6 separate regions of the Mus musculus genome follow, and regions 2, 3, 4, 5 and 6 are each linked to region 1. Evidence: chromatin contacts called from public ChIA-PET, Hi-C and HiChIP or PLAC-seq data. All regions are on one chromosome and are shown on one strand. Each heading gives the region's core, a stretch centred on a gene start, on an enhancer-like site or on the middle of the called end of the contact. The rest is flanking DNA. Distances are from core to core; before and after follow the strand shown. Region 1 holds the start of Tomm70a (translocase of outer mitochondrial membrane 70A). Region 2 overlaps Cmss1 (cms small ribosomal subunit 1). Region 3 overlaps Cmss1 (cms small ribosomal subunit 1). Region 4 overlaps Cmss1 (cms small ribosomal subunit 1). Region 5 overlaps Cmss1 (cms small ribosomal subunit 1). Region 6 overlaps Cmss1 (cms small ribosomal subunit 1).

Region 1 (5,063 bases), core at 1,892-4,391:
AGTTATATCAGTTATACACAGACACTCGTAAGAGTCAAATATGACTCTCTACCAACACTTAAGAATATAATTTCCACTAGAAAATAATGATTCTTAATATTGCCTTGCTAAACAATAATTTAGTAATTCCAAGTAAGATTTCAGGACCATATTCCTAAATTCTACATGGTGAGGTTAAAAAAAAAATGGCATGTTCAAGTGTTTTGCTCAGTTTTATTTTGGGACAAATATAATAACCATTTTAAAGCAGAGAATTCAACAGAAGTCAGGCCAATCAAAATTATTCTTTATAAAAACTAGAAGCCACTTATAAATATTAAAATAATTAGTACTGCTGCAGACAATGTTGCAATACTAAAAAGGGAATTTACTAATTATTTCTGTGTTATATATGTGTAAATGCATACACGTGCTTATGTGCAACCAAGTGAGGGTGTTCTTGAACACTGGAGGTACTGGATCCTCCTGAAGCTGGAATTACAAGTGTGAGCTATCACACAAGGGTCCTGGTAACAAGCTCATGTTCTCTGCAAGAGCGATATGCACTCTTTAACTGTTAAGACACTTCTCCACGCCAGCTCCCCTTATTCTTAATTTATGATTACTATAGAACTTAAGAACTTTTATGTAACGTTTACTTATTTACTATTCCAGATTAAAATGAAATAGAAACTTTAGATATGAAATTTTCACATGTACAAAATTTCACATCTATGGAAACAATAACTGAGTCAAAGAAGGCTCTTGACAACCACCTTCACGGGCACTCACAACCACACCATTTCTTAAACAGGCACTTACAGGTTGCTTTGCTAAAAATGCCCTTAAAATCTCACTCTGGCCCATAGGTGACTGAAAGTAGGACAAGAGCATAACATCTCTGCATTCTGTCCCCTTCAGCTCAACTGAACCCAGAGGTTAAGTCATTGTCCTTAACCTTTTCCTCGAGTCACCTTGGATTCCAGAGCACCCCTCAGACGAGGGTAATTATCCTGGATGTTGAGTCCATGCCCTGGGACATACGCAACTGTCTTACAGGGACCAGACTAATCCCCTTAGGAACCCTTCCTTCAGCCCTCACCAGCCCTCACAACTGCCATACCACTTCTTGACCAGAGCTGCTTCATTTCCATACCTCTTGCCCAGATTCTCCCATCAGTTAAACCTTAAAGGTCTGGTGAGTAACCTAAAAACTTGGAAGTTACTGGAACCAACTGACCATCCCTCTTTCCAGTATGGCAACACTAAACAAATCTTTGCTTTTTGCCATTATTTATCTCTGTAAAGGGCTTCTTGGAGTGTGGTTGCTCATCATAGTTTGCTGGGGCTGCCAGTGCTGGGCTTTCATCCTAAAAACTTTGGTTTAACATTTTAGTGCTGGATGAAATAGAAGGGACCAAATATTTTAATCCTCTTAGCCTACCAGGATGACAATGACATAAACTGAGCTTACCAAAATAACAATGCTGGACAGGACAATGTAGAATGGCATCTCCTCAGCTCTCAAAGATCATGGTTCCCTCCAACATTGTAAGTTCTGGTTAGAAATTGGCTGTTTAACTTCCCCATAGGAGAGAACAAACAGCCTTCCTGCTAGCTAGCACGGTGACTCACACACAGTAAGTACTATCCCTGGAGTCATATACCAGAGCCTCTGAAGCTACTTAGGAAAAGAACAACGTGTCTTCAGGCTGAATGGGATGAAAATGCCTGCCATTCATTTAACTGTACAGTTTTTCTCATGAGTGTTAAGTGCACATAGGATGCGTGTGTATAAAGAATTTCCTCAGGCACATACCTGGTATTTATTTACCTGTAAGTTTCTCTGAACTTGGATTACTCTGGTAATACCACCACAGAATTCCTGACCCAGTAAAGTCCCTTATCTCACTCAATCTCAGTCCATGCCAATTCTCCACACAGCCGTCAAACTTGTCAAAAAGATTTAATAGTCTGACCACCAGATCCGATAGAGCAGTTTATCACTCCAATGCTTGTTATAACACCAGAGACTCTTTATCAGGCTTGGACACATGTATATATATGTCCAGGTGAAATAGAACATTTTAAGATGTGCAGCGGGGGTGGGGGTGGGAGGCACAGTTCCTTAAAAACTGAACTATTTCCTATATACAAAGCTACCTAATGATTTTTTTGAACTTTGTAATAGTTGCTAATCTCCCTCCCCAAACACACACACACACACACACACACACACACACACACACACAATCAGAGCGAGAGAGAAACTCCGAAAGAAAAATGGCTTGTTTTTAAAAGGTTCTTAGCAAAGTTCTGGTCTTGGGAAACACAATAACAACTCACGGTACAACTCCAATCGTTCCGTGAAATTTGCCTTTCTTCGCTTAATGGAATTACTATATTTGTGCATGTTTCCCATACCTACATACTAGGGATAAATGCTGTGTCACTTAGAAGAAAGGCAAAGTATTCTGTTGGATCCCAAAGGAAATTGTCAAAGAACGTCTCTACGCTAGCCAGCCTGGAGCTGCTATTCCATTCCCTATAAAGGCAACCAGAAACGACTCTAAAGTCACTCGGCAGTTTCCGACCGGTGGGAGGGCCCCTCACCCGCACAACGGGTCAAGGAAAAGCTGCATCCGCTCGTTTTCACCTCTACGGCCCGGGCGGCTTCTCACCATTTCCAGGGAGTCCCCAGAACCGTCGTGGTGGCCACTGCCCAGGGCCGGACTGGCCCTGCCCTCGGGGGTCTTCCGTTCACTGTTGCGCTTCAGGCCGCTGGCGTCGCCCCGGCCTCCCGCTTCCCGGCGCCTCCGCCTTCGGCTCCACAGGTACATAGCCCCAGCACCCAGCAACAGGGGCGCCCCGATGGCCAGCGCCACGTGCCATCGCGGCAGGGTCCCCGCGCCCGAGCCGGGGCCCGCAGTCCCACCGCCACCGCCCACTCCATTTCCAGAACCGGGCGCAGCAGCCGCCGCCATCGCCGCCTCTATGGGCTTAGAGGCGGCCATGACGACTGTCCTCCGCCGCCGCCGCGCCGGTCGCGGGCGCCACGGTCACCGGGCAGCGTGGGGAGGAAGCCGGGAGCGTGGAGGGAAAGCAACGCGCGAGCGAGCACGCTAAGCAGCAGGAGCGGACGACAGAAAAGGGCCAGAGGTCACCGGAAGCCCGGGGCATGCCGGGCTAGACCGGCGGCTGGGCCCGCCCCTATCTACTGTACAGGGGAGAACCACTTCCGGGGTCAGAAGGCCTGGCGCTCTGGGTGGCTTTTCCCTTTCCTCTTGCAGGCGGTTGCCTAGAATCGCTCGGGAGGTCTCAGGCCTTGCGTGACTGCAGACCTCTTCTCCAGGACAGAAGGACCCGTGGCACTGTCGCCAGTGCGGCGAGGAGGGGCGTGGGGGGCCGTGTGCAGCAAGTGTAGAGGGACAGCTCCCTGTAGCTCTGTGAGTGGGCGGGACTTGCAGAAGCACTGTGAAGGGAATTGGCCAGCAGGGATGGTGGGCCTCCCAGTTGATTGGTAGGATCGGGGAGGGGGGTGTGGCTACGTTGGTGCCTGTTAAAGACTGAAACTGTGGGAGGGGGGAAAAAGGGTGAGACCATCGTGCTGTGTAAACCAGCTTTGTATATTTCTGCAATAGCCAGATTGTAGTTTGGACAAATTTGTAGTTCCTGGGACAATGACAGAGGGCAAAGACTAGATGGAAACTGGGGAAGGTAGGTTGACTCATGGAAGTGACTTGCAGCCTGTGTGCTGCACCTTTAATAGTTACAAAGGGCAAGGATGTCTGTTAGAAGGCTTTCCTATTGGCTTTCCTCGAGGACCCCGGATCACCGCAGGCATCTTTACGTGTGTATCTTAAAATGGATTCCACCTGACATCTAGCCCATACAACCTTCCCTGGAGCACAAGTGTCTGTCACAACACTTTGAGTTTGCTCACTTATTTGAAATAACTTAAATTTTTAAAAAAAATTTATTTCATTTATATGACTACACTGTAGCTGTTTTTCAAGCACATCAGAAGAGGGCATCGGATCCCATTACAGATGGTTGTGAGCCAACCATGTGGTTGCTGGGAATTGAACTCAGGACCTCTGGAAGAACAGTCAGTGCTCTTAACTGCTGAGCCATCTCGTCAGCCCTGAAGTACTTTTCTTAAGCCTTCATGAACTCTGGATCTGGTCTCAAAGCATGAAGTCTACTTTGCAAGGTGTTTGGAATTCACACAATTTTCAAGAAAAAAAGGCAAAGCATGGATAATTAAATGTTCCAGGCTATGGCTCTTCATTTCAGGTTTGAACATCCTTTTGTCAAACAAACAAACAAACAAACAAACAAACAAACCAAAAAAACAAAAACCAAACACCCATAGATGGTCATTTGGCTTTTAAGTACCACAGGATGCTCACCATAATAGCATTACATGAAGATGCAAAGGCCAAGTTGTGTCAACGTGGAGTGATTAAAATAGAATGTTCCAGTTTGAAACTTCAGGGCCTTTTCTCTTGCGTCATGTTGGTTCTCACCAGTGAAATGTTTGCACTAGCAACAAACTGAAAATGGTAGTGTAACTTAGTTGATCAAATAGAGATTGCTGTAGGCACTGTTCTCACCCCAGAACTTCAAAATCGGAATCTCATGCCCTCTGAGTAATCTTGGATTTTTCAGAATAACAGCAAAAGGATTCTCCCCCTATAACTTCACATTTTTTTCTGTGATATCTTGGAGGACTAAAGGCTCCCAGTTTGAATAAACCATTGGAACTAAAACACATTTGAAAGATTTTCACCTTTGTTAATTTTGTGTATGTATGTGTATGGGTGCACCCATTCCACGGATCATGATATGAATCTTTGGGAGTCACTTCTTTTGTCCATATGGGTCTTGGGATCTTTTATAGCACCAGCAAAATGATCACACTATCGATTAACAGTTTCTGTTTCTTCCCCAATTATTACCACATTGCCATAGTTATTGGTTCTTGTATCTGCTACTCAAGTTCATCTTGGGTCCTTGAAGAGTAGGAATCGTGGTATAGTAATCTTAGTACTTCTGGACCTGTTGCTAAGTTAGACATATGA
Region 2 (5,063 bases), core at 1,161-3,660, 460 kb before region 1:
GCTCCAGGTCTGCCAAGTGGGCCTTTCCTAGAAACATCCGTGGACCACCTCAGCTTCTCGTCCCTGTTCATTTCTTACCTATTCCTCAAATCTAATTAAGCCCCAGCCCCCCAGAACCTGCAGTGCTTAATGTCTGTTTCTACAGCAGAGTTGTTTTGTCTTTCAAATGTAATAGCTTCCAGTGAGGGGCAACCTTGGCCTCTACACAACATTTAACTATGATTAAAATATTTTCTTGTTTCATGAGGCATCTAAGGAATAAAAGCCAGAGGGTCTTAAACATCCTATGATGGCAAAGAACAACCCAGCCATTGTCTTCAGCAGGGAATTATTAGACCCATGCTGCCATTAGTCCTGAAGTTGAGTGCTGCTTCATTTGGTGGCTTGGGCTTATATGATGAAAGGTAAAAGAAAGTCATAGACTCTTAGGGAAGGAAACCAGTGTGAAGAGGTCGCCATCTATTAGGCCTCATGTGCCAGTGAAAGAAGTCAGTTTTCTGAAGAAAAACAAAGTTGCCCAGTAGATTGTCTATATATCAGCATTATTCCTAAAGGTTATAGATATGTGACAACTCTCACAGATAATTTACCCATTTTTCAGAAGTTAGAGCCACACATGATTTTAAAATCTATTCCTGGTTGTCAACTTGACAATATTTGGAATGAACTACAATCCGGAATTGGAAGGCTCACCAGTGACCCTTATCTGGAGGCTTGGAGATCCTTATCTGGATCTTGGTTTGAAGATCTTGAGCCATAGTGGCTATGGATTCCAGAAGATTGAATCTCCGAGTTAAGGAACACACCTTTAATCTGGGCTATGCCTTTCATCTGGGATTAAAGGTGTGGTGGAACACACCTTTAATCTGGGCTACACCTTTTGCTGGAGACAATATAAGGACATTGGAAGAAGGGAGTCTAGCTCTTGCTCTTGCTCCTTCGCCTGCTTGCTGCGTGAGACTGAGTAACTGCTAGATCCTTGGACTTCCATCTCTTTTTTTTCACAAAAGTTAAAAGACTTGTCTAAGGCCCTTACCACTCACTGACAAAGGCATGTGCTGGAACTTGGTCTTCCACTGAGTGCCTCTAGCGTACGCTCTTCCTAGCCTACTACTCAGTTCAGTGCAGCCCCCTCCATCTCCAGCGAATTGGAAGTATTATATAATTTTCTACTTGTAAGTGTTGTGTGGAACTCATTCCTTGTTCCATTTCCTCAATACGTTATCAAGGGATGAGTGTTATACTACACAGTGTTGACGAGGATCCACACAGTATGTTTTGTCATGATCAGTATATATCCATGCATACATTGCTCACTTGTATCCATGTAATGCTTGGAAGAAAAGATACCACATGTGAAGAGATTGTTTGTTACTAAGTCACATGAGTAACTTGTCTGGTAGTAAACCCACCTGCACCTATTCGGAGAATGTAGGTTCTGTGAGTCTTTAAGGCCTATGTTCATACATTGTGTTTTTACTTAAACATGACTAGCCTATATAAAAAATATAACAAAACAGTCTAGGTGTGCTGGCACATGCCTGTAACCCCAGTACTGAAGCAAGAAGGTCAGTTCAAGGTCATCCCCAGCTATTAATACAGAATGTGTTTTAGGCCAGATATGAAACCTTGTCTCAACAAGCGAACAAAACAACACACACCCTGTACCACCATGCCCAGGTTTATTTCACATGACTCCTCAGAGGTAATCATGCAGAATCATTTGCTAAGACCTCTTCCCTCCTTCGCCTTCCAATCTGAGTAATACTTTAAATAGAAATTTTAAAATGAGGCTGTAGTTAAAGAGAATTTCCCTGCGATGGCTGACTGATGCCCAAAGTTAGCCAGGAGTGAATCCTTATGATAGCCTGTTGTCCTGATGAAATGTCAATGAATTTGTCAATTCTGCATAGGAACAGTTTTAATTCATTATCAAATTATTACAGTACTCAGAGGTGTTAGACAGTTCTCTCAGTGGACTCTGAAGATTCTTTGGGATGCCTGCTTCTCTGATGTATTTGACTACTTTTAGCTAAAAGTACTTCTTAGCTTTGATAGTTTAAAGGGTCTCTCAGAAAGGAAAGGGCTTGGTGTTTAATCTAAATAAAAATCAACTTAACAGCACTTTTGTTTTGGGAACTTTATTAGCAAGTCACTTGTCTGTCTTATGTTTGCTGGGTTTTGTTTCTTTAGACTGCACTCTCAAGAGTGTGTTCTGGACCCAGAAAGAATAGGGATAAATTCAGGACTTGGGATTTGGGGAAGAAATGGAGCTTGTTGGTATCGGGCCACCTGCCACAGATCACTTAAAGATTTAGTTATTTGTACTTTACTAGTTATGAGACTGGGAACATCCCACCTAATAAATACTAAACCTCATTTTTCATTACACCCTCTAGAGGGCAAACTAGTCTCACTTCCTGGGGCAAGTATAAAATAATCCAAGAGTAGGGGCAACACTTGCCAGTAGCAATATACAGATTTCTATAGCTGTGAAATTCTAACTTCAGGCTGCAAACCAAGCAGATTATTAGATTGTAGCTTAGGATAGATTCTTGTTTTTAGAGAGTCCAGTTTGATTCCATTTGGGGACAGGGGTGGGGTGGGGAACAATGTTAACATTAGGAGAATCTCATAAGGATGTCTTGGCTTTAACTTAGTTACATACAGATCGTAAGAAGGTTGCTGTGGTTGGGAAAGTACTAAGGTGGCAGAATGCTTGGCTTGAGTATAAGAGGCCCCAGTTCAATGTCCTATACCACTAATGCCACAAAGGGAGAAAAGAAAAGCATGTTTGATTCCTCTATTTTTGCTACATGTGGTTTGTCCAATTATATTTTCTCTTGGCACTTCAAAATAAAGAATGAAATTCTTAGAACATAAGAATGTAGAAATAACAGAAATTAATGTAACTGAAGCAAATAAAGTCCTTTCATTTAATATGTCTAAAGACCTACTTTATATATACTCAGTATGAAAGAAGCTGTAAAATAGTTTTCAATTTAGAGTTATTTGAATAAATAAAAACATCACAGAATCTTTGATTATAATGGTTTGAAAATAAAAATACCCTTCTAGAAGGAAACAAACTAGTCATAGGAGGCAGAGGCTGGGAGGGAACTGAAGAGGAGAGAGGAGCGGGGGAGGGGAATGAGAGGCAGGATCAGGTTTGGGAGAGAAGTCCAGAGGGCGGGGAGAATGAATGGAAATCTGCACCTGGGGTGGGAAAGGAGAATCTCTAGAAGGTCCCCAAGACCTTGGATAGGAGAGGCTCCCATAAGTCAATGCTGGTGATCTTAGCGGAGATGCTTAACAATGGGGATATGGAACCTGAAGAAGCCACCTCCTGTAGCTAGGTAGGACCCTCAGTGGCAGAAATTCAGACCCACCCACAAAACTCGACTCAGAACTTGTCCCAACTAAAAGAAATGCAGGGATGGAGCAGAGACCAATGGAAAGGCCAACCAATAACCGACCCAACTTGAAACCCATCCCATGGGCAAGCACCAATCCCTGACATTATTAATGATACTCTGTTTTGCTTGCAGACAGGAGCCTAGCATAACAGTCCTCTGAGAGGCTCTACCCAGCAGCAGAAAAACAGATTCAGGGACCCACAGCCAAACATTAGATAGAGATCAGGGATACTTCTGGAAGACTTGGAGGAGGGATTGAACCCCACATGAAGACCTACAGAGAGTCAACAAACCTAGACCCCTGGAAGCTCTCAGAATCTTAGTCACCAACTAAAGAGCAGACACAGGATGGAGCAAGGGCCCCTCTACCCCCAGCCCCCATCTCCCAGCACATTTGTAGCAGACAGGCAGCTTAGTCTTAATGGCTGCCCAGTCCAGCCTCAGTGGGAGAAGATGCACCTAGTCTGTCATAGACTTGATATGAGGGGATACCCAGGGGAAAATACCCATGTGGGAATACCCAGGGGTACCACCCTCCCAGAGGAGAAGGGGGTGAGGGATAGGGTGAGAGACTCAGGGAGGGAGGGATGGGAGGAGCAGTGTTTGGTATGTAAATTAAGTAATTAATAAAACAAAAGTACCCTTTTAGGATCTCAAAGACTGCATGTCTAAAGCCTCAGCATTGTAAAATAGAATTGTGGGGACCTTCCAATTAGAATTTATATAGTCCTGTCACCATTTTGCACAGGCATAGGTTGAGAATCCCTAATTGGAAAACTTGAAACCTGAAATGCTCCAAAATGCAGACCCCTTGAGCACTTAACATGACACTATAGGAAAACAAACCCTTCATACTATACAAGTTCATTTGTGCATAAAATTATCTCAAAATATTGTATAAAATTATCTTTAGGTTCAGCATGTAAAAGGTGTTTCCATCGCCAAGCTATCTTACATGTATGAGTGTTTGCATATCCTTAAGGAAAAAAAAAATCCAAAATCTGAAACACTTCTGGTTCCAGATGAGAAATCCTTTTATATATGTAAGGATGCATTCTTTATGATGAGATAACCTTTTAGTAAAGATGGTTATGTGATTTTTACCCATAAAGAACAATGACATTATCTTGGGAGAGGTTTTGCCTTTACTTGCTTTTATGTTTCATTAGGTTTTTGTTTGATTGATTGCGATGCGGCCTTGTTCTGCAGCCCTAGCTGGCCTGGAGCTCGTCCTGCCTCAGTGTGCTGAGTGCTGGAGTTAGAGGTGTGCCATCCTCTGTTCTGGGTAGTTATTTAGCTTGCCCCCACCATGGAAACTTGTCAAGACTTTGCTACGCCTTTTAAATGACAAGCAAACTTGCCAGGATATTTAAGTATGTGGTGGAATTCTACAGCTTAAAAAGCTAATGAAATTAGTGGGGCTGAGTAAATGAAATTTGGTGTTGAAATAGGGACTCTGACCAATGAAAGAAAGTAGGAGCTCTTGGGGCTGAGGAGACATCTCAGGAGTTTCAAGCACCACAAGCACTTATCCATACAGAGACACGCATACATACACATAATTTTAAGAAAATAACAATAAAAGTTACAAAAACAGTCTTCAATCAGCCATTCATGGATAGTGCGCCTCTGCCTTCACACATTTCT
Region 3 (5,063 bases), core at 931-3,430, 430 kb before region 1:
CTAAGCATTGCTTTATGACTTTGGAAAGCTGTAGTTTGAGGCCATATGTAAAACCAAATTACAGGCAGGCAGGAAACGTTTTTGTTTCTGCTTTTTCTTTTCTAAAATATATTGGAACACAGGTAACTATTGTCTTATGGATTTGTTTTTCACACCCTTTACACTCATTGTACTAATTAAAATTATGTTGGTTATCAGAGCCTTAATTTCCCCTGGACCAATACTTCAGAGCAGTTTGGGTTACATTTTTATTTTCTAACATCTCTGAGCCTTCAGAAAACCCATGGGTATAAGCATTGCGTTACATCTGATGTCTAAGCTCAGGCTCATGACATGAATCTTGCTATACTCTAGGCACTTCCATCAAGATGTCAGTATTCAGCAACAGTTTTCCAACACACATGACCACAACTCGGCGATACCTGACGTGTCTTGGGACTCTGTGTGCTAGTAAAATGTTAGTCACTGTAGTTATGTTTCTCTCTGTAAGGCATGGTCTATGTATGGCATAATTAAAGAGAAACCTCCAAGTGTATTTTACATTTGCTATATGAATACCCATCCATAAAACTATAGTTTACATTTATTGTGAATTTTAAGAGCAGGCAAACTATTCATGTTTTCATTAGTTAAAAAGCTACTAGGTGTGGGGGAAGCAAAACTAAACTTTGTAAACAGTTGAAAACCAATTTTAACAAGTCCCATTTCAATAGGCAGGGAATGTGGACCAGAATGCTCTCAAAACAAACTGTTGGCCCTTCTTTCACCTGCCGCCCACCTCACAGATGCAGGAAGAAGGCAGTAGTTTTGTGACTAAGATCTGGAAAGCCTTGAACAATCCTCAGACCTCCTTTCCATAAAACAAAAGCCTCCAGCAACCTTTTGAGTTTTTCTTCCTTTCCTGTTTAATGTTGTTTACAAGTTAATATATCAAGAGATCACATGGCTTAGCAAGCCTTAGTGGGTTGTAACTATATTGAGAACCTTATTTGGAATTTCATGACATTCAGATTTTTGCTCCTTTCTATAGGAAGCATTTGTTGTGGTAAAAGTTACAGCTGTAGTTAAAAGCAAAGAAGTAAACCTTAGTGTTCTAACACTTAAAATGTCATGCTAAATTGAAAATACTTGAAACTTCATTTGTGTGCCTCTGACGCTGAGGCTCGGTGAAATTTCAAGATTAAACAGGTTCCAGGATAGTTTTTAAGCCTTTTGTGTTACTTGCTCTCTTCTATACATTAATAGCTCAGTAACTTGGGTCTTACTTCAAGCGATGAGGCACCTTTGACACCTTTAGGAGAGCAGTGGATTTTTCATGGGTTTTCATTGCCTTCCAGCAGGGGAATTGGGACCAAGGATAACTTCTCTCTCAGTGGCTGAGATTAGGTCAGAAACAGATTTTCTCTGGTTGATTGCTGGGTGTCAGAGAACCTGACCCTCCTCTTGGCTGCATCCTACAAAGCATTTCCTGGGTCCTGAGGCAACCCCTCTATCTCAGTCCGGTAGAAGATAATAGTAAGCCTAGTCAAGTAAGAAGCCTTGTAGAAAGACAGGCACAACTTAGTCATAGGCAGCATTTACTGAACATCTGCTCTAGGGATGGAACTATGCCAACTGCTTCCGCAGCACACATGATCCCTTCACCTTAGACACTGAAATCTTTAAGTTGTCTTCCTTTCCATGGAAGTCCAGGTTGCTGTGAGGGCTAAGTAGTGGGTTCAATAATCACTGTGTGTGTCTTGACCCTATTTTAAACTTTTGTTTTAAATTTTACTTTAGGCTCTTTGCCTAGTAGACTTTTATGAAATAAACCCAACCTCTCTACAGTGTTCAGAAGCCCAGTGACATTTCCCTTTTTGTGAGCAGTGCTTTGAGTTGTCTAGCTCTGGCCTACCTCCATTCTACAGTCTTCACAGCCCTTAGTTCTATGACATCTATTCAATATTGTCTTGTACTGCTTTTTAATTTGTTTTATATTGTTTGCTCTTAAAGGATTGATATACTTCTATACCCTTCACTAGGTTTGGACTCTATATACCCAAGAAAAAACATTTTCTTGGACTATAATAACCCTCCTTGAATGAGTGGGCTAAAACTCGGAGAACACAGGAAACAGTGCTCTCATGCGTGTCACTTCTTTGCTGTGAGGAGAGGAACCCTGGGAGGCAAAGGCAGATGAGGTCAGGTAGGACTTGGCCAGGAAGCCTGACCTTTGTCTTAGATTCCTTGTATCTATGCTCTACCTAACGTGCTCAGTGAGACTGTAAGGAGACTCCTGCAGAGTATAATGTGGAAAGAGGTGACTGGAACCACAAATCCCTTGACAAAGTTGTGGCCTTTATTTGATAGTTCCCCATACTGTTGTATAAACATGCGTGTATGTTTATATATACAAGTTTTATATCTTATAAATGTTTTTTATTTTTATATAATGCCTCCTACCTATACCATTTCATACATGATGGATAGAATGTTTATGTTAACACTGAATGAAGAGATGCTATTTTTAAATGGTAATTTTCCCTGTAGCCAAAGTGGATTCATTTCCCACAAATTCCAGAGTGATTCACCTCTTTTGTTGTTCCCAATTAGCAGACTCACAAGCTAAGGCTAGGCTAAGCGACTTAGACAGCATCTCTGCATTCCTTTGGGTTCAGAAAAAAAACAAAAAAACAAAACAAAACAAACAAAAAAAAAAAACAGGACATTTCCCATGTGCTCCTTAGCCTAGCTGTTCCTTTCTTCAAGTTTAACAGTTGCAGACAGTCAGTCCAAATGCAATGAATATTGTACATTCCTCTTATGATCTGCTCAAGAGACTGTTTTTGTTTTGATTTGCATTTTTAAAAATGTCAGAGAGGGAAAAAAAATCACCTTTAAACTTTTGTTCCCAGACTAGTGGGCTATGAGACCGCATAAATCAGGCTGTTCCGCTTTTGTAGGAGCAGCCTATCTCAAAAGACGTCCCTTCTCCCTGAGGCTGCTCCATTGGTGATTTGGAGCTCTTGCAGGGCTAATGTCCGTATGTTAGGCCGAACTGCATTAATCTGTTTGTATTGACAGATCAATTTTTAAATAAATTCTCTACTTGATCAGAATTCCTAAAAGGACTATTGCCCACGATTCAGTCTTTGCCCAAATACTGAGATACTTGGGGATACTTGGGGAATGACATTATTTCCTTTATGAGGTTTGGGGAAACAAGGGTACAAGAGGCTGGCCCAGTGAATGAATGGCAGAGCCTATTATTCCTAAAACTCTTTAGTTTCTCCAATGAGACAATACTATCTGTCTGTAACCAGTAGCATCACTAACAAGCAAGCTCAGCAATTAACTATATTCTGTTATTTAATTTGGGGGTGGGAAGGAGGCAGCTGAGCTAAGAGTCTGTCTAGGTTGGCTGAACCGGTTCTTTAACCAAGGATGGCTGTGAATTCTTGACTTTCCTTCCTCTACCTCTCCAGTACTGGGATCAAAAGCATGCACCCAGTCACATCAGGCTCTGGTTTTGGGGGGCTCTGGGTGTGTGTGTGTGTGTGTGTGTGTGTGTATGTGTGTGTGTGTGTCTTTAATTCCTGTGTTGTTTAATTTTTATAAAGAGCTAATCTCTGTAATCTACAGTTTTTCACTTAACTCATTGAGAGGCAGAGATGGGACCAAGGACAACTGGAGCCACAGGCACTGTTGAGCCTGTTCTTCATCATCAGTTCAAAAGTTAGGCTAAGAGGTTAAGGCTAGTGCCAAGAGGTTAGTGACAAGGTGTGGTGTGTGGTGACCTTGCTTTCTGTCCCACCAGCCCATCTTATTCTTAGCAAGGTTTGCTTGCCGTTTCTGAAACAAGATATAAGAAAGACCTACACTGGATTCATAGTAGGCAGTGAAGTTGCCTAACTGTGGAATTAGGAAAAAATACCTCTCATGGAAATTTAGATATAGGAAGTACACACAGAAAGTCTGGAATCAAAGTCCACAGGAAAACAGTCTGCTCCTTCCCAGTTACATGGAGTGTTAGTTATTTGACCACATGCTTGTACCTTCCAAGCCCACAGCCAAGGCACAGAGATCAGAGATTCAGAGGAATCCTTCTTCATTAGGGAGAAACCACTATACTATGCTGTGTTCTTTCATGCCCTACGGCAATTCACCTGGTGCTCTTTCACCACTTTCAATCTCATTATTTGGGGGAAGGAGTTAAAGGCAATAGAGAGATGGGCCAAGAGCTAGGAAGCTGTTGACTGTAGTCTGTGTATACAATATATCTGGAAGTTTAAAGCAGTTTCATGCCCTGACTCCATTGACTCTGGTTTGTTTTCCGGCCTTTTTATTCCTAAGTCAATTCTGTACTTAATTCAGATAGTGGCAGAGATGTGTTTGGGACTTGTGATCAAAATGTAGAAGGGCCCCTCCTCAGCCATCATTGGCAGAGTATACCTTCTTCCAAAGTCAAGAGCTTCTGGGTTGGAGGATCATTTATTCATACTTGTATACAATATCCTTCTTGTCCTAGTGACACACCTAGTAACAATAGCTAGCTGCTTCCCTAGATGCTAGGGAGAAAGCTGGTTGTAAAACTGATACTGAAGTACTTTATAATCCCAGATATAGACAATAAACCAGTTAATGTATGATATGTCTCAGTGTGTGGTGTCAGGGTAAAGAAAGCCAGGTATCACCAGTCATAAATGGCCTTCCAAGGTGACTTTGCTACATTTTATGGGGAGAGTGTTTTAAAGGTATTAAGTCTCTGGTTTCTGAAAGAGGGCTTGTTGACAGCTAAGGAGGTTGGTGGATTACAGACTGTTGTTTGATACTAGCAAGTTACTTGTCCAGTTAGCTCAGTATGATGTCAGCACATACTCTGTCCACAGCACCTCTCGCCTTCAAATAAAGGGTGGGCCTTGCCATCCAGATGGCCTGGTTGAGTTGTATCAACCTCATCTCACTCCTTTCCCTTTGTCCTCTTATTATGTATTAATGAGACCGTAGCCACCCTTCTTGTTAACGAATTTTATGTCCAAATTACCACATACTGTGCTGAGGCTACTTCTGAGGCCTCTGTTTGC
Region 4 (5,063 bases), core at 1,778-4,277, 350 kb before region 1:
GTCTCTTATGCAATGTACAGGAAAAGGTGCAGTTGAACAAGGCTTTAATGCGTTTGATAATGAAATGGGACGATGACTCATTGCTTCTGGTCCTGATCCTATGGCTACCCTAATTTTGTTCATCTACAAAGTTGACTTAGATCTTAGGGGATTGTTTGCATGTGGAAACTAATGCCATGGTAGGATTACTAGGTTGCAAATCCACTGGGAAGCCTGAGGGCATCACAAGCCGAGAGGAGCCCGTGACCTGCAGCAGCGTCAGAAACTTCCCAGTCTGAGGAAGCACTGGTAATCCATTTTATGCCTTTCCATTAGCTATTAAAATAATAACGGATTGGCAGTGTAGCTCCAACTTCTACCTCTAGCTCTGTCTGCCGCTGAGCACAGCTGTTCCCAGTCATTCTTTCCAGTGTAAATAATGGTTCGTGTTTCCATGGGCTGTCGCGAGATCTTTCTGTACTTGTAAACTGAGCCCATGTCACCACCCTGTTGGGGAAGATTGACGGTTTCGAAGAAGCCTAGGAGCTGCATGAGAAGGCCAGACTTGACCCTCGCTAAGATAAGTTTTCTACTCCTGAGGACGTTCCTATCGACTGGGTGTTAATGATGTGAACATCCATGGGTGTGGACAAAACAAATTCTCTCCCATGTCTTTGTGATGCACACATCCTACTTTGTGACTTTCTTTCATGTTTCATGTACATAATGGCCTTCTTTGTTGTGAGACAAAGTTACAAGACACTGAGCACTTCAGCAAAAAGCCTCTTTTGATCTTCATGCCTTTGACAATAAAAGCTAAAGCCAGAAATTGGCAGAAGAATTTGAAAAGCCACTCAAAGCCTCCTTTTATCTATTCATGAGATCAGGTGCACAACTACAGAAGTAGTGACAGTTGTTAAGAAGGATGGAGAACAGAATAAGGCCACTTGCATAGTAAGGCGTGTGGTCTCTGTCTACTAAGGATTCCTTAAGGAATCAGTGAATGTCTTAAAACTTTTTTAATTCTAGTGTGGAAATATTCTTTTAAATGTGTTCAGGCTAACAGGCAAATACTGGGGATGGAGGGGGAATCTTGTTTTTAAAAACTAAATTTTCCTAAATCCCATGGGGAACATTGTTAATTAAGTCACAATTCCATATGTATATAAAGTATGCAATTAAAACCCATTGGAAACTTCTGGGTTCTTTTTTTTCTTGCTTATTTGAAAGTATAAGTTGCACTGCTGGGCTTTGTTGGTAAATAAATAAATAAATAAATAAATAAATAGCTATAATTTAAAGCTTGTCAGCCTTCCTGCTTCAGAGCTTTTGGGAGTCTGTACCTGTATCCAGGCCTTGAGGCAGAGGGAAGCCCTCAGAAATGTAGACATACTTCATCCTGAATGAAGAGCTAGGTTTACACTTACATTCCTGTTTAAGGCATACTGCTCCAGTTTGGGTAGCAGTAATAGAGACAGAGATTAGAATAGAGACGTCTTGCCTCCTGTTCTTTTCTCATGGGCCCAGTCTTGGAGTGGGACTAGAAAGACAGGTCTAAATGGATTGTCTGCACTGGTAATGTATGGCTGGCAAGGTTTTAAAGTCGGGCACGGTTTCCACCGAGTGCTTCCTTAGTCTACAGTTCTTCACAGACAACCAAGTGGATTGTTGTGATAAGAAGGAAATCGGAGGCTACGTATCTGTTCTCCTCCCAGGACAAGAGCAGCAGATTTCTCTCCGAATTGTTTTCAGAGGCAGACTGGATAAGTGAACTTTATTTTAATAGTCCTCAGTTTGAAAGTTGAACTCACTCCTGATTGCTTGTGAGTATTGGACAATATGAGTATTTCCATTGGATAACATAGAAGGGGCAGTTTATCACAGAAGGCCTGGTCACTTTTATCCTGGCTGAGTCGGTGCCAGTACACACAGATTCTGCTGTCACACCTTGGCTGATTCATTGTGGTGTGAAGCTGCAGTTTTTAGGGCCCGTGGGAGGATGTTCCTTTGAAACTTTCCTGAAGCCTGCTTTCACCTTGTTGACTTTGAAGCTCTCATTACAAACAGGTTGGAGAGAAAGTTACAATTGGGATATAATTCAAATACATTCAGTTTAATTTCAACTGAAAATGGTGCTTTAGCTGCTCTGAAATGAGCTAATCTGTATGGGTGAAGTGAACGGCAAGGAGACGGACAGTGAGCATGTAGGCACTCTCTTTCCCACCCCTTGGCATGAACCCTGGTGCTGGTTACACCCAGATCGATTCATCTCTACCACTTCTTAACTCTGAAAACAAGGGTGCATTGTTTGGTGTTTTGCAATGGTAGAACCAGGGAATAATTACCATACTAACCGGCTTGCTCAGACAAGTCCAAGGAGATAAGAAAAGCAATAAATAATTGCAATCAATAATACTGTGCCTACTGATGTTCCAGCCATTGTGCCCAAACCTTAGCTGATCTAGGAGAAGCTAAGCGAGAGCCTTATTGAGAGCCTTATTCACAGCCTTCTATGTTCTGTGCTTCTCCGCCCCCTGTGAAGGGCATTTCTGTCTCCAACAAATCCATGAGCAACTCTTGGTTGGGGGAAATATTCTAGATATTGGAAATGCAGCGGAGACCAAAAGAGAAAGTCCCAAGTACCATGCATTCTAGTATAGGAGTTTAACTAAAAGCCAATTTATGTGATACTTCATGTGATAATAAATGCTACGGGGGAAAAATGGAAGTAACAAGATAAAATGACTACAGTATTGAGATACTTGGAGAAAGAAATATTTCTGTTTTAGAAAAAATGGCTAGCAAGAAGCTGATGTAGTAGAATCTGAAATGAATACATATATATGTATTACTATATGTCAGTTACACACACACACATTATATATTCATTCCCAGAACATACCAAAAATATATTCTCACTCATATGTTGTGAGCTTCAGAAAGCCAAAATGGACTAATGCTGTCTATTTACTCTCTTTGGGGAGCAGACAAATGGCAGTACAGTACCTGACTTCATATGTCTAACAGCTCTCTAAGTGTGTGCTGATGCAAATCTACTTAAAGAGAGCAACAGGAAACTGTGGTCTAGGTAGCTTGTTCCTGCTTGTCTATAAATACACATAAAAAGAAACTGCATTTTACAATTGGATGACATTTGATATTCAATGAACCTCCTTTTAAAAACAACTTTAAGATCTTTTGGGATGTATAAACTTTGGGTCTGTCTAGTTTCAGTGTGTGATGCTTCTAATATTTGTAAGGCTTTCATTCAAAATTATTAAACTATGTCTATAACAAACAGACCCTGTAAACTTAGACGCAGTAACCCTGTGAGACAACTGTGCGAGACTGCAAGCAGGACTTATGCTCTACCCAACTTCCAAAAATCACCGTTCAAGTCAGTGGTTTTTCTGTAAGAACCTTGAAGATTGTACATTATCGTCTTCTACTTTACATCATTTGTATGAAAATGTTTGCCATAGTTTTTTATTCTGTTTAACTCTGGATAATGCCACTGCTCCCTTTTTCTTGGCCACTTCTTCATCAGTTTTATTTCAGCAGTTTGAATATGATGTGCGTTTGTTGTTACCAATTCCACTCGCAGTACACTAGCTCTACACTTTAGGAAACGTTTGACGGTGATTCGTCTTTCTTCTGTCCTGTTTGCACTCCTCTTCAGCAGTTCTTTTCCTGTTCCCCAGTCTTCTCTCCCTGTGGCTCACGAGCCCATGATGAAGTCCACGGAGAAGAGTTTAGTAAGTTGGCTTGAACTGCTCTGTGATGGCCGCTGTCGTGAGTCCAGTTCTCTTACTCTCTCCTCTCAGTGTCTCTGACCAAGTCCTTAAATACAGCACAGTGGTCTTACCTGCTAGTAGTTCCTTCTCAGTCTAGCTCACGGTTGCAGGAGCCCACAGGGAAGGTGTTAGGTTTGCCTCGCTGTGTAGGAAAGTCCCTAAGCTGCAATGTTTTTACAGTATTTTTATTTTGATGTTTATAGATTAGGGTGGTGTTCGTAAATAATTTTTTAGAGTGAAAATTTTAAGTAAGTGTCTTTATTGTTTTTTAAAGTAAAGCAGAATTTCCAAATGTTCTTGTCACTGAATCACATATCAAATCCAAGATAACTAGAATTTGAAAAGACTTTAAAATTCAGCTTTTTAAATTTTTTGCTCTCATGCTTTTATTCAGATTAACCAAGAGTGGGTAATTTATAAAGAAAAGAGGTTTATTTTGGCTAAATATTCTGGAAGCCAAAGAACATGGTGCCAAAATTGGCCTCTGGTGATGGCTTCATGCTGTCTCTTATCTTGGTGCAGACTACGAAAAGGAAGTAATTATAAGAAGAATCCCAAGACAACCAAAAGAATGTGCAGGGTTCACTTTAGAACAAGCCAATCTCACTATAACCCAGGCTGAAAGAAGCTACTTCAATCCTTTCAAGTGGGTGGGTCACTCATGATCCAAGTGCCTCTTAAGAGACCCCAACCCAGTGCTGCTACCCGGAGAATCACATTTCACTATGAGTTTGGGTGTAGAAAATTATATCCAAGCCATAGCATAGTTGGGTTTTCTTTTTGTTATACACGTGGAGCAAAAAGGTGGGGCCGCCACGGTGTATGTCACGCTAGTCTGTATTCACTCTGCATTTTCATACATCTTCATTCAGACTGCTGGAAGCTTGTCGTAGACAGAAACATCACCAAAATAGTTTTTAAAGAGGAGGGCACTTTCTAGAAATCTATCTTTTATATGAAACATCAGAAATTCTCTCATCTACTGTACTAGGTTTATCATCTTCAGGCTCCTTAGGATTAGACAGCTTATGTTGGTTCAGTTCCATGCAAATAAAGAGTCCATCGTGGTGAGCAAGCATGACAGGATCAAGCCCAGTGTGAGGAGCAGGAAGCAGAGAGCTCACATCTGAGCCACTGGCAAGAAGCAGAAAGACGTAAACTGCCCTTTCCTGTGTTAGGAAGCTCTCCGTCCTTAATGTGACAGGGGTTTTTCTACAAACTATGTTCTTCTTTTCTTTCTTTTTTTCTTCTTTTAAAAATTCCATAGGAATTTTTTTTTTGCTATAGTTA
Region 5 (5,063 bases), core at 1,099-3,598, 300 kb before region 1:
AGGAAAGAAGTCCATTTAGCTCACAGTTCTAGAGGCCGTAAGTCTGAGGCCAAGCCAGGACCTCACGCTGTGTGAGAGATAGAAGACAGACAGAAACTGTAGTATTGAAAGGAAAGAGGAAGCAGGCCTCCTTACTACAGCATCCCACTCAGATGGGAACTAATTGAATTCTTGGAGGGTTGACCCACTCTTAAGAGCCTGACCAAATCCCAGTGCTTCCATCTCATCTCAGCACTATCTCCATGGGCTTCTGGGAACAACACATCAGTAAGTGATCCTCCATGTTGTTAGAAAACAAACTTTGGCTATTTGGGGACAAAGGCGCATAATCTCTGCAACTTGCTCAGATGGATTTTTAAAAAGCAATGTGTGTATGTTGAAAGAAAATATAATGCAAGAGTGTTAAACTTTTAGCAGTTTGGCAAGTGTGGGAAGAGTCAACTAATTTAGTGCCCTCCCTGCAACTTTGAAGCTGGTAGTTATTTTTTCAATTATTAAAAATAGACTAAAATAGCAAACACACATTTAAAGTTATCTTCACTGTAAAGGCAACTCAGCAGAAATCTAAAAAAGCATCCCTAGGCAAACTTAGAGAGCAATTTCTATTCCCTCAGCAAAGAGACCTACAGATGTCCATTAATAGACTTCATATTCAAACTACAAAATGTATAAATGTGTCAGAAACAAAGTTCCCAACTGTTCATATATTACCAAGGCACACCTGTCCTCTGTGTCTAATCTGAATCCACCTGTGTTCTATGTCTATTCTGAATCCATCTGTCTAATCAGAGGGTGTGTGTGTGTGTGTGTGTGTGTGTGTGTGTGTGTGTGTGTGTGTGTGTGTGTGTTTCAGAGCTTTGTGCTGATGCTGATGGATGACAAGTCGCTCCAAAGCCTGAGCCTGTGTCATGTGAGCAGCTTCTCCGTCACAGGAAGTGAGTTTCACACCAGCTCCCTCTGCACATCGGGCCCCAGAGCATTAGGTTTTCCTTCATCTCTTTTCCTCACAATAAAAATACAACTAATGTGGGAATATGAAGTGGAGTGGAGTGAGGAGTCTTTGATACCGAGACAGTCCAAAGAATGTTGTTTTACTAATGACAAAGAAGAAAAAAACATGCAATTGTCCAAATTCTAGCTTGACAAATCACCGTTTTTCACATCTCCCCCACTGTTGGTATTCTGTCTGGACTCCACCCCCAGTTACCTGGCAACAGCCAGGATGGCTGCTTGCCCCCTCCTCTCTCTCTTACTCCTACTTCCTGCTTGCTTCTCTGGTGCCCTCTTGGGCTCTTCCCTTCCCCCCTCTCTTCATGTGGTCATGGCCAGCCTCTACTTCTCTACTTCCTCCCTCTCTCTTGGCCTTGCTTCTCACTGTTCAGTTTGTGTTGTGGAAACTCACTAAGCCACACAGGCTGACCTTGGCATCGCAGGCCTTTGCTTCTGCTTTCTAAGGAGCTGGGAATACAGTTCTATGCAAGCCCAGGGTTTCATTGGTGTTTAATTCTATGGAAATGACTGTCCTAAAATTATGGTTCATCAAACACAGATCTTCTCTTTGCTTTCACTGTAGTGCTGAAAAACATTACACACTCTATCTAACTAGGTTAATACTCTTTACTTATTAACTTGGCCTCAAAAAACTTGACCAGCTTCTTTCTCCAAGGGCTTTTGATAGTATGGGAGAGGGGGCTGTTAACGAACACAAGACTTCCCTGCTACCAGAATGTTAAAGAGCTAAAAGTTGATTTTGGAGGCTCCTACTGAAACAGCAATTTAGATTAACAATTCATGGGAAATAGAAAAATTAAACATATTTCAAATTAAATAACATGAGATTCAATCTTGCTGTAATTTGGAGTGGCAGAAGTATCTCAGGAAAGCCTTAGGTATCTGGCAGAATCTAGAAGAGTAGCTTCCCTAAGGTTGATATTCTTCAAGTCACTCTTGAGCCAAGATCTCAGTTTATTCTTGAGTAGAATATTAAACAAGACATGGTAAATTTCTTCCCAATAGCTTTCTTTGTAGTCAGCAACTTTATCTGTCCACATCCTTTTTATGTAGGACAACTAGAACCTCTCCGGACTGCATGACTGTTCCTTTTCTTCCTGCCCCTCACCAAAGTTGATGAAAAGTGCAAACCCAAGCCGGTCTCTGGTGTGAGTAATCACCTGCAGTAAAACTAAGTCAAGGCAAATCTCTGCAGCCTATGCAGCCTATTTCATGGTTCTCCTGTTTAACTTCCTCTTTCAAAAGAATCATTAATTAGTCAGCTAAGCACTCAGCCTGTACGCAATAAATGAAAGCTCTCTCTCCTGAGAACCATTTGTATCATTTCCGTACACAGCATTTCTTTTTAATGTGGTGGAGTGCACAGATGTGACCGTAGCTTACTCCGGCATAGTTTTGGTAGCACTGAGAAACATCTGCATGGTTTGCTCGCAGCCTTAGTAACTTAAGTAGTGGCTCCTTGGGACTTCTCTGTGCCTGCTCTTATCCTTTCCTTTTTTTCAAGGTGAATTCACATCCAGGTGAATAATGCACCAAATCCCACTCTTGAATGTTCATCTTGACAGCCCCTGGGCACTGTCTGGGTTAACAGTGCATACACAGGCCATTGTTTGCGCTTATGTATTGTAAATGGGCTGAATAGTATGTATTCTACCTGGGGTTGTGACATTTGTACAGTGGTGCTGGCAGCCATGTGGGAATCTGCCCATGAAGGCCCAGTTGTGGGATTGTAGGATTGGTTGTAGGATTGTTTGGCTATAGAGAGACAGACTTTGGATCAGTGCTTAGAGTGTCATCCCTTCAAGTCTGGGCTATACACTTGAAGAATTGCCTTTTTTGACCTAGGGAAGGAAGACATAAGAGTTTTAAAAAGAAAGCCGCAGTGTTCATAACCACTTCATTCATTCTGCTGTGGCTTTTGCAGAAAGCACATCTCCACTGCCAATCCCAAGCGTCCCAGTTACAGAGCAGACTCTGTATGACCTGCTCTGCTTTCCTTAGACAGTGGGATTTGATCACACAAGGCTGGTTGCCAACGTTTTCTTTGAGCTCAGATGTGGCTTAAATGCAAGAAGTCACTTCCTGACACCTTTCCCCTCTGACCACCCCACCCTAAAAATCACCATTTTGAGACAAATTCTGGGATCTACAAAATGTACTGCCTGTGTTCCGAGTTAATTTGGAGAGTGGCTTTTTATGGCTGGTTTACAATCCTTAGAAAAGCCCGACTGTGATGGAAACACTGTGACATCCTAAGCTGTGACAAACGATCTGTTCTTGAAGATAGATGTAGCTTTGTGTCTGGGAACCTAAATATTTACTTTCCCCGATGATTTAATGTATCTTTGTTCCTTTCCACACTAAGCTTTTCTTTCGGGCATCCCTGCATCTCTAGGCTCCTCTTTTTTTTTTTTTTTTTTTTTTTTTTTTTTTTGTAGCCCTGTTATATCAGTGTTTTGTGATGTTACAAAAAAGCAAAGTGTGAGGTCAAATTTTCCATTACATACCTCAGCAGGAATGCCAGGGAGTTTAGCCAAACTAGGGCTACAAAAAAAATAAAAATTACAGGAAAGATGATTCATTAGTCAACAATTGCCTTCCCAAGAAAATACAATTAGTTATATGTAGTTGGTTTGGGGAAGGAGGGGTGAGTTCACACAGGCTGGTGGGGGAAGGGAGTGGGGACAGTATCTTAGGACTCTACTACGTGGTTTCAAACTTCATGATGTTTTCAAGTCTAACATCAGAGAAAAGAAAGCTGTCTGTGCTTTGATTCCTCAGTATCTTTTTTTTTTTCCTTCTGTTCACCACATGTTGTCCCTGATTGCAAATTGGATCTTTTGCTATAGAGGCCCAGCGTGTAGCTCAGTCTGGACAAGAAGGAGCTACAGCACCCTCTTTCCTGTCTTTCCTCTGATTCAGGACTCTTCTTCCAGTTCACAGTAGGTCTTCTTGCAGTTCACAGTAGGTCTCCTTTCTCTTCCCCTTTGATTGCTTTGACTATAAGATCAAAATCTCTGACCTTTTAAAAAAATATTTTAAGATTTATAGAAACCCTAGAACTTTGTCTTTAGATATAATTATAACTACATATTCAAGATCCAAAATTATGACAGTGGGGGCGGGAGGTGGGATGGGATTAGCATCAAAGTTAGGAAGACCCCCGACTCCTAACAGTCATCTTATGAAGAAAATTTTATAATTATAGCACTCAGTGCTATAAATGCTTACTCACGGTGAGTCTTCTTTGAAAAACAAACAAACAAACAAAAAAACAAACAAACAAAAAACTAGTGAGTAAACCAGCCAGTAACAATAGCCAGCAATAGATAAGGTGACTCTGTTGTCTGGCGCTCCATTAGCCAGCCAGCAAGCACCATGATCGTAATGAAATATTAGCCAACATCTCCCGATGCTGCCAGATCCCTGTTCACCACTGGCACCAACTGAAAATGTTAAGGCACCCTATTTTATTTTAAGTTTTTGGAAATTGATAATCTGTGTTTGGTTTAGACACTGTTTGCCGGATTACATAATCATGCATTCCTAACCCCTCTGGATGATACTAAATTCACTGAAGAATTTGTTTTCCTTTTATGGAGAAAATGAGGAAAATATCAAAAGGAGTTTTTTTTTTTTTCCTTTTGCCAAATAGTTGATAACCCAGTTGCTATATTATCGTTTCATCCACACAAAGGGATTGAAACAGGAGGATTAAACCTTTTAAAGTGACTTTACACTTGATTGTTTCCTGCGGACAGTTCAAGGAAAGAAATGGACTGAAGATGAGAAACCAAGCCAGAGTCCCCAGGTCTTGAGAACTGGGACAAATGTAACAAGCCTCCACTCACCACAGAAAAATGCGAAGCCTTGTACGTCAGTAGCGAGACCTGACAGAGCAGAACAGGGAGGACAAGGAGCAGCAGACCCTGTGCTGGCTGTGTGTGCCCTGTGTGCTTGTCGCCACAGCCTGGCCTGAGGATCAGTGACAGACCACCCAGTGGAGGATGTCCAGTCGCAGTGATGAAAGTGAGGTCCTGGATGGAAAATAA
Region 6 (5,063 bases), core at 1,421-3,920, 280 kb before region 1:
CAGATAGGCAGAAAGATGTTTCTTTAAGAAAGATGACTTGATCTTTAGGAGCAAGCCCCTCCAGTATAGTCAAGTCAGTTACCTCAGGTGCTTACTACCTCATCATGGAAAGGGGCCAATAAAAGCTCAGACCTTTCAGGCCATGGAACTGGCTTATAAATTGGGATAGACAGAGTAGCTGTAGTTTCTCCAAATTTCGAAATGTTACATGTTCTCTGGTAACCTTAATGTGTGTTCTGTGTTCTGCATCTTGTTAAAATTCTCATGATGTGTCCTTGTAAGACTGCTGGCCTGCAAGCAGGGAACATGTTCTTAGTTATCTGTTACCAGTTAGCTCAGCTGGTTGAGATCCAAGACTTTGGGATCGGGCCCCACATGAGACAGTTGGCTGTGTGCACAGCAGCCCCTGCCTGCACCCACGGTCACTCGAGTGAGTGCACTAGAGCAGGGAGCATAGGTGTGAGCAGGGCTCGGCATAGCCTGTCCTTGCTGCTTTAGTCACTCGGGCCATATTCTTTTCATGGGATCTCTGACCTCAACCTTGTTTCAAATTACCAATGGCTAGCATAGTGCTAAGCCAACTATTGTGTGTTCCTCAAATATCCTGATGGCCTTTCACCCACCCGACCGTCTTCTGAGTCTATTAACATTGTGGAAGCTGATAGAAATATGACATTCTCGAAACTGGCTTCAAAGTGCTTTGCTATGTGAGTGAGTACATTCCCTCACTCATGCCCAGGTAGGATGTGATTTATACTTCCCCTTCGCAAAGACGTTGGCTGAGGAGGTTGCGTGACTTTGTTTACGGTCTGTTTAGGGCTGTTTTCCATGTCTGTCAGACCTGAGAGTCTAAACTGTGACCTGGTGTACCCAACTGCCTCTGCCCCAGCACAGTGCAGGATACTGAGCAGAGCTGGGATTTCAGAAACTCGGATAAGACCTGTTTGGGTTATGAAACTACACCGCTCCAGGGTCTTATATGGGTATGGTTTTCATGAGGTCACTTCTGCAAGTAGGCGGAGACTATTTGTCCAATAGTTAAGTGAGGCAGATGTCTGTTCTTGGATGTCCCTGAAGACTTCCCATTAGCGACCTCCTCTCTGTCCTGGCAGCTGGGGCTGTGCAAACCCAAAGTCCTAACTGCTCAGCCATTGGTTCCTCTGGCTTGCAGTTCAAATACAGATTTCCAAAATAAACAGGTTAAGAAGTCTCTCTCATCTTTTCTCCTCTGACTTCCCAAGCACCTTGTCACCATCTCAGTTCAGTCGTCCTCAAACACAGAAGCAGAAGGCACAAGCTGAAAAACGCCCTTCGTTAGAACACAGTTTAAAAACGAGTCTTTCTCTTGAGTCTCTCTGTCATCAGAAGCCGAGAGGATGAAAGCCAGGGCCCTTTGCAAGCCTGGGGGAGCGAGGCACCACTGAAGTACTTGCAGTCCTTCCTTGGTTTGGAGACTGAGCTTGACTGTGTGACTCAGCCTGGCTTTGAACTTGCTGATCTCTCCACCTCAGCCTCCCGAGTACTGAAATTGCAAGCCAGCACCAACATTCCTGGGTTTCTCTGAAGTTGAAGTGTGCTCCTTAAGTGTGTTTAGCATTGAAGGAATCCTCTTCTGCCTCGCTCGTACTTGAGTGCCAGAGTCAGCTGCAACTGAAGCAAGGCATCTGGTATAAATTCATGGACGGCCCTTAGCCACATTCCTGTGATTTTCTTTTGAGATTTCACAGATAGATGGGAAATGAAGGCTGCTTTAGGGTAATTGCTCTGCTACCTAGTCAGCACTGTGGAGTAAGGCTTGAAGCTCCACTTGACTGCTGAAGCAGTGAAATCCACCTGGGAGTGAATGACCTCATTAGCCAGTCCAGATTTGTTCTGTTACCTAGCTTCAGGGAAGCGATCATTTTAAAACGCATGCCCTTTTGAAATCCTCTTACAGGCATTTAAAACTTACCATCCTCTGAAGCTACAACAGAACAGGGTCTACCCTCCATATCCATTTGGAAAGAGTAAAAAGCACACTTGTCATTTGTCCCCGTGACTTCTCTTTATCCTCATTTCTCTGATCTGTCACTTCTTAACATATGCTTCTTTGCTTTTGGACTTTCAGGAAGAAATGTTTTCACACCTGATACATCAACAGCACTGTGCTAGACAAAGGCTTTGTCCTCTGTAGATGTAGGATGTAGTTCAGCGGTCACAGATTTAAACAGCTGAACGAGCAGGAGTTCTGGGAGTGAGCAAGAAGGAAGCAGGCCCAGGAGATACTGGGACCTTGTCACATCTGAAGAGCCTCGGGTGATTTGAAACCACCTAGAACACTGGTCCAACAGCATCAGGGCTTCCTGGTTGTCAAGACAAATCAGAAACCCAGATTTTGTGTGTGCCCTACCTCCTGATTCTGGGAGGAGGTAGGGGAGGCAAGCTAGCTACTAACTCCAGTTCTTCAACTGCATCACGTGGGCCCAGCAAACATATATGTGGGCTGAATTCAACCAATGAGCCGCCATTCCAAAAATTATGTTCTGGTTAGTGAGGTAAATTACACATGTATGAAGTCATTGATTTAAAATGCAGCCCATGTGACTAAGAGGCTCAGTGTGTGACAGGGGATTTCAGAGAAAAGAGAAAGAAGGCTAAGGAGGGGCACAGGCACTCCAGGAAGTGTGACCTCAGCCTGCCCAACATGCTGGTGCTGTATCCTCAAGACGAGATTGCAAGGGCCTCACAGGTGACACTGGGCTGTGGGAACTGCTTCTAGTTGTGATCTAGTGTAATGGAAACTTGGCTCCCACTCTTCTTTCTTTCTTCCACACTCGCTACTTGTTGACTCTTAAGGCAGCTCACCCAAGAACTCCACATGTGCCACCCGTTTACAAGTCACCCATACTATTGCCTCTTATTTTTCTCTTTTTCCTCCAATATAATCTTTTTCTTTAGAGAAAATGTAAAGTTATCTCTACTCTCAATAGAACAGTAAACATGGCTGACCATGAAGCATAAGAGGACTATTACTATGTACGTGGACGTCTGTGCTGTATATGATAGCATGATCTTACCATCTTGTGAATCAGCAGCATGCCATCTGACTAGCTTGTTGCTCAGACTCCAGACATGGCGACTGTGATTTCTCACTTTAAATTCCTTTCTTCTTTAAAAGAAAATCTAACCAGATTAAATTAAAGGCTTTTAAGCTTCTGCCTCACCCTGAACAATTAACAATCAGTATTCTGATCAGAATATCTATCCACTTCCCCAGAGTCTGACCTTCTTTAAGGGCTACTTTAATTTGTAGACTTCATTCACAATCCTTGTTTTATTTATTTCATACAGTTTGCAAGCTTAGAGAAGAAGTCATCTACATGAAACTTCACCAAGACTCTGGGCATGGGGCAAAACACAGAACACATTTTGAAAACATGACATTTCTTTTTTCTGTAAAAATGACCATTTCAAAGAGATGGACTGGTATATTCTGCTATTAGAGGATACGAGTCCATCTAACCAAATGTGAAAATCATGCTACATGTCCCCAGAACTTAGAAGTAAATTCTCTCTGTCGGAGCCCTTGCTGCCGGTACTGAGTGTTCACACTTGAGGGTGGAAAAAATACTTGTAAATTCTCTCAAACCCAACTGACTTAAGCCTCTAGAAGGGCTGGTGGGAGCATTGTTCAGATTTGTTTTTCTTTCAGCATGTCTGTTCTCCGAGGTCCAGAAACAATGGAGACTTTGAAAGTGAGTCTGAGGTCTGCTCAAGGGCTCTTTCCTTTTAAGGCTACTGAGCTGTCTTCTCGGAATGTATTTGGGATTTCATGGGTTGGGAAGGAGGAGGCTGTATCAAGTAAACATGTCGTGAATTTCTGCTTTGCAATTTAACTTACTAAACAGACAGAAACCTCTGAGTATTTCCTGTGTATCTTAAAGGACCAATTTGTCACCAACTCCAGGCCTCCACTGGCTTTTTCCAACTTCCCGTCCCAACAACGTCACACAAATGCAGTGCACGCTGCTCCCTTTTTCTTTCTAACTTGGAAAACACTTCTCAGGTGTCGGACCAATGTGGCTTGCCAGGACCGTGCTGGGTTCAGTGCTCTGGGGTCTATTGACTTCATTTATGACATAGCTGGTTTTCATTCTTTAAGTTTTAATAAATACAACCCTAGGTTCACAGAACTTGCTTAAGGTCCTCGGAATTCTCCACAGGCCACAAGGGTCTGGAATGGAGGAAGGAAGACACTGATCAAAGACTTGGGAAATGTTCACAGTTCAAATGGTGCACATGGTTTCTGCTTGGCGCTTTTCTTTAACATCACAGTCATTGAGGGAAGGCTGGCAAGTGGCACTCATGTATAAGAATCACTTCTAGTAAGTTCCATGTTGTGATCTACCACATACGACTCAAGTGACCAAAACAGCTAAGTTTTGAAGAAATTCTGCTGAACTTTCACAGAGTGACTAGTTTGGAAATCAAAGGTTTGAATCTTGATACTGCTTGTGCAAGATATACCTACAAATATATGTTGGGCACACATCCAAGCCATGTGCATAGCAGAGTCTGGTGCTGTACAGTATGTATTGTAGAGATACATTGTATGTAGACATACAGTGTGTAATGACACAGAGAATGATAAGGCTAAGGGAATAAGGTGGGGGCATATAGACAGGAATGCGGTGGAGATACACACTGAACAGTTAGTGTGATATTCTCTTGGCAACTTGTTGGGGATGCTGCCTCTCTGTTGCTCAGAATGTGGGTGATGCTGTGTGTGTGTCAGCATCGAAAATGCAGATTTTCTAGGCCCATCCATTCCCTGCTGAATCCAAATCTCTTGAATGGGGACGAGCTAGCCATCAGTGTTCTAGTAAACTGCTGACGTTTTGCCCCTATAGCTTGAAAACCACTACTCAGAAGTCCTCTGGATGATTCTAAGGCATACTACAACCTCCACCATGCACAGTGTGGGGAGCTTACATGGCTTTTCCTCTCAAAGAAATCCTTGTCTCTTTCCCTTGCCTATGTCTCCACAGCTGACTTCTATCTCGTGCTTCTCATAGTTAGTTAGG

Evidence for each region. Hi-C and Micro-C count contacts between places; a contact is called where the count stands out from the background. ChIA-PET counts read pairs in DNA pulled down with a chosen protein or histone mark. HiChIP or PLAC-seq counts read pairs in DNA pulled down with a chosen protein or histone mark.
Region 2: an H3K27ac HiChIP or PLAC-seq map of embryonic stem cells shows a contact between it and region 1, with 7 times the contacts expected there. The contact joins the enhancer-like site here to the promoter of Tomm70a in region 1. A contact is called at or near these places in 2 of 39 promoter capture datasets (frontonasal cranial neural crest and pre-B cells), 3 of 484 Hi-C or Micro-C datasets (B cells, brown adipocytes and embryonic stem cells), 15 of 115 datasets of contacts at active chromatin or transcription factors (the 230-238 cell line, the NIH/3T3 cell line, acute myeloid leukemia and 8 more) and 2 of 9 other capture datasets (liver and macrophages).
Region 3: a contact with region 1 is called in a Hi-C map of pro-B cells, with 4 times the contacts expected there. The contact joins the enhancer-like site here to the promoter of Tomm70a in region 1. A contact is called at or near these places in 2 of 39 promoter capture datasets (frontonasal cranial neural crest and macrophages), 7 of 484 Hi-C or Micro-C datasets (Th1 cells, bone marrow-derived macrophages, embryonic stem cells and 3 more), 11 of 115 datasets of contacts at active chromatin or transcription factors (bone marrow-derived macrophages, effector CD8 T cells, embryonic stem cells and 6 more) and 4 of 9 other capture datasets (adipose tissue, embryonic stem cells, macrophages and 1 more).
Region 4: an RNA polymerase II ChIA-PET map of memory CD8 T cells shows a contact between it and region 1, with 7 read pairs. The contact joins the enhancer-like site here to the promoter of Tomm70a in region 1. A contact is called at or near these places in 1 of 39 promoter capture datasets (embryonic stem cells), 1 of 484 Hi-C or Micro-C datasets (CD4 T cells), 1 of 115 datasets of contacts at active chromatin or transcription factors (memory CD8 T cells) and 2 of 9 other capture datasets (adipose tissue and macrophages).
Region 5: an RNA polymerase II ChIA-PET map of memory CD8 T cells shows a contact between it and region 1, with 13 read pairs. The contact joins the enhancer-like site here to the promoter of Tomm70a in region 1. A contact is called at or near these places in 1 of 39 promoter capture datasets (pre-B cells), 2 of 484 Hi-C or Micro-C datasets (B cells and CD4 T cells), 3 of 115 datasets of contacts at active chromatin or transcription factors (bone marrow-derived macrophages, effector CD8 T cells and memory CD8 T cells) and 1 of 9 other capture datasets (adipose tissue).
Region 6: a contact with region 1 is called in a Hi-C map of embryonic fibroblasts, with 9 times the contacts expected there. The contact joins the enhancer-like site here to the promoter of Tomm70a in region 1. A contact is called at or near these places in 2 of 39 promoter capture datasets (the HPC-7 cell line and pre-B cells), 32 of 484 Hi-C or Micro-C datasets (B cells, the Ba/F3 cell line, the C10 cell line and 15 more), 5 of 115 datasets of contacts at active chromatin or transcription factors (bone marrow-derived dendritic cells, bone marrow-derived macrophages, embryonic stem cells and 1 more) and 1 of 9 other capture datasets (liver).

Annotation. Positions count from the first base shown.
Region 1 is chr16:57,119,792-57,124,854 of GRCm38.p6, reverse strand. Tomm70a (translocase of outer mitochondrial membrane 70A) reads right to left here and starts at 3,141. Exons shown (of 12, transcript NM_138599.5): 1 at 2,661-3,141. The coding sequence starts at 2,993.
Region 2 is chr16:57,575,063-57,580,125 of GRCm38.p6, reverse strand. All of the region lies in intron 1 of Cmss1 (cms small ribosomal subunit 1), which reads left to right. Among named protein-coding and RNA genes, the nearest start is that of Cmss1, 29 kb to the left of the region's middle. Within about 2 kb of position 2,410, at least 7 of the 459 cell types and tissues checked have an H3K27ac peak or open chromatin away from gene starts, as enhancers often do. A contact at or near this core is called in B cells, embryonic stem cells and pro-B cells, where this site is marked.
Region 3 is chr16:57,552,983-57,558,045 of GRCm38.p6, reverse strand. All of the region lies in intron 1 of Cmss1 (cms small ribosomal subunit 1), which reads left to right. The region is part of intron 4 of Filip1l (filamin A interacting protein 1-like); the gene reads right to left. Among named protein-coding and RNA genes, the nearest start is that of Cmss1, 51 kb to the left of the region's middle. Within about 2 kb of position 2,180, at least 37 of the 459 cell types and tissues checked have an H3K27ac peak or open chromatin away from gene starts, as enhancers often do. A contact at or near this core is called in Th1 cells and pro-B cells, where this site is marked.
Region 4 is chr16:57,469,290-57,474,352 of GRCm38.p6, reverse strand. The region is part of intron 1 of Cmss1 (cms small ribosomal subunit 1); the gene reads left to right. The region is part of intron 1 of Filip1l (filamin A interacting protein 1-like); the gene reads right to left. Among named protein-coding and RNA genes, the nearest start is that of Filip1l, 120 kb to the right of the region's middle. Within about 2 kb of position 3,027, at least 91 of the 459 cell types and tissues checked have an H3K27ac peak or open chromatin away from gene starts, as enhancers often do. A contact at or near this core is called in memory CD8 T cells, where this site is marked.
Region 5 is chr16:57,419,441-57,424,503 of GRCm38.p6, reverse strand. The region is part of intron 1 of Cmss1 (cms small ribosomal subunit 1); the gene reads left to right. The region is part of intron 1 of Filip1l (filamin A interacting protein 1-like); the gene reads right to left. Among named protein-coding and RNA genes, the nearest start is that of Filip1l, 69 kb to the right of the region's middle. Within about 2 kb of position 2,348, at least 145 of the 459 cell types and tissues checked have an H3K27ac peak or open chromatin away from gene starts, as enhancers often do. A contact at or near this core is called in B cells, adipose tissue, bone marrow-derived macrophages and 2 more, where this site is marked.
Region 6 is chr16:57,400,663-57,405,725 of GRCm38.p6, reverse strand. The region is part of intron 1 of Cmss1 (cms small ribosomal subunit 1); the gene reads left to right. All of the region lies in intron 1 of Filip1l (filamin A interacting protein 1-like), which reads right to left. Among named protein-coding and RNA genes, the nearest start is that of Filip1l, 50 kb to the right of the region's middle. Within about 2 kb of position 2,670, at least 54 of the 459 cell types and tissues checked have an H3K27ac peak or open chromatin away from gene starts, as enhancers often do. A contact at or near this core is called in B cells, CD8 T cells, the N1E-115 cell line and 2 more, where this site is marked.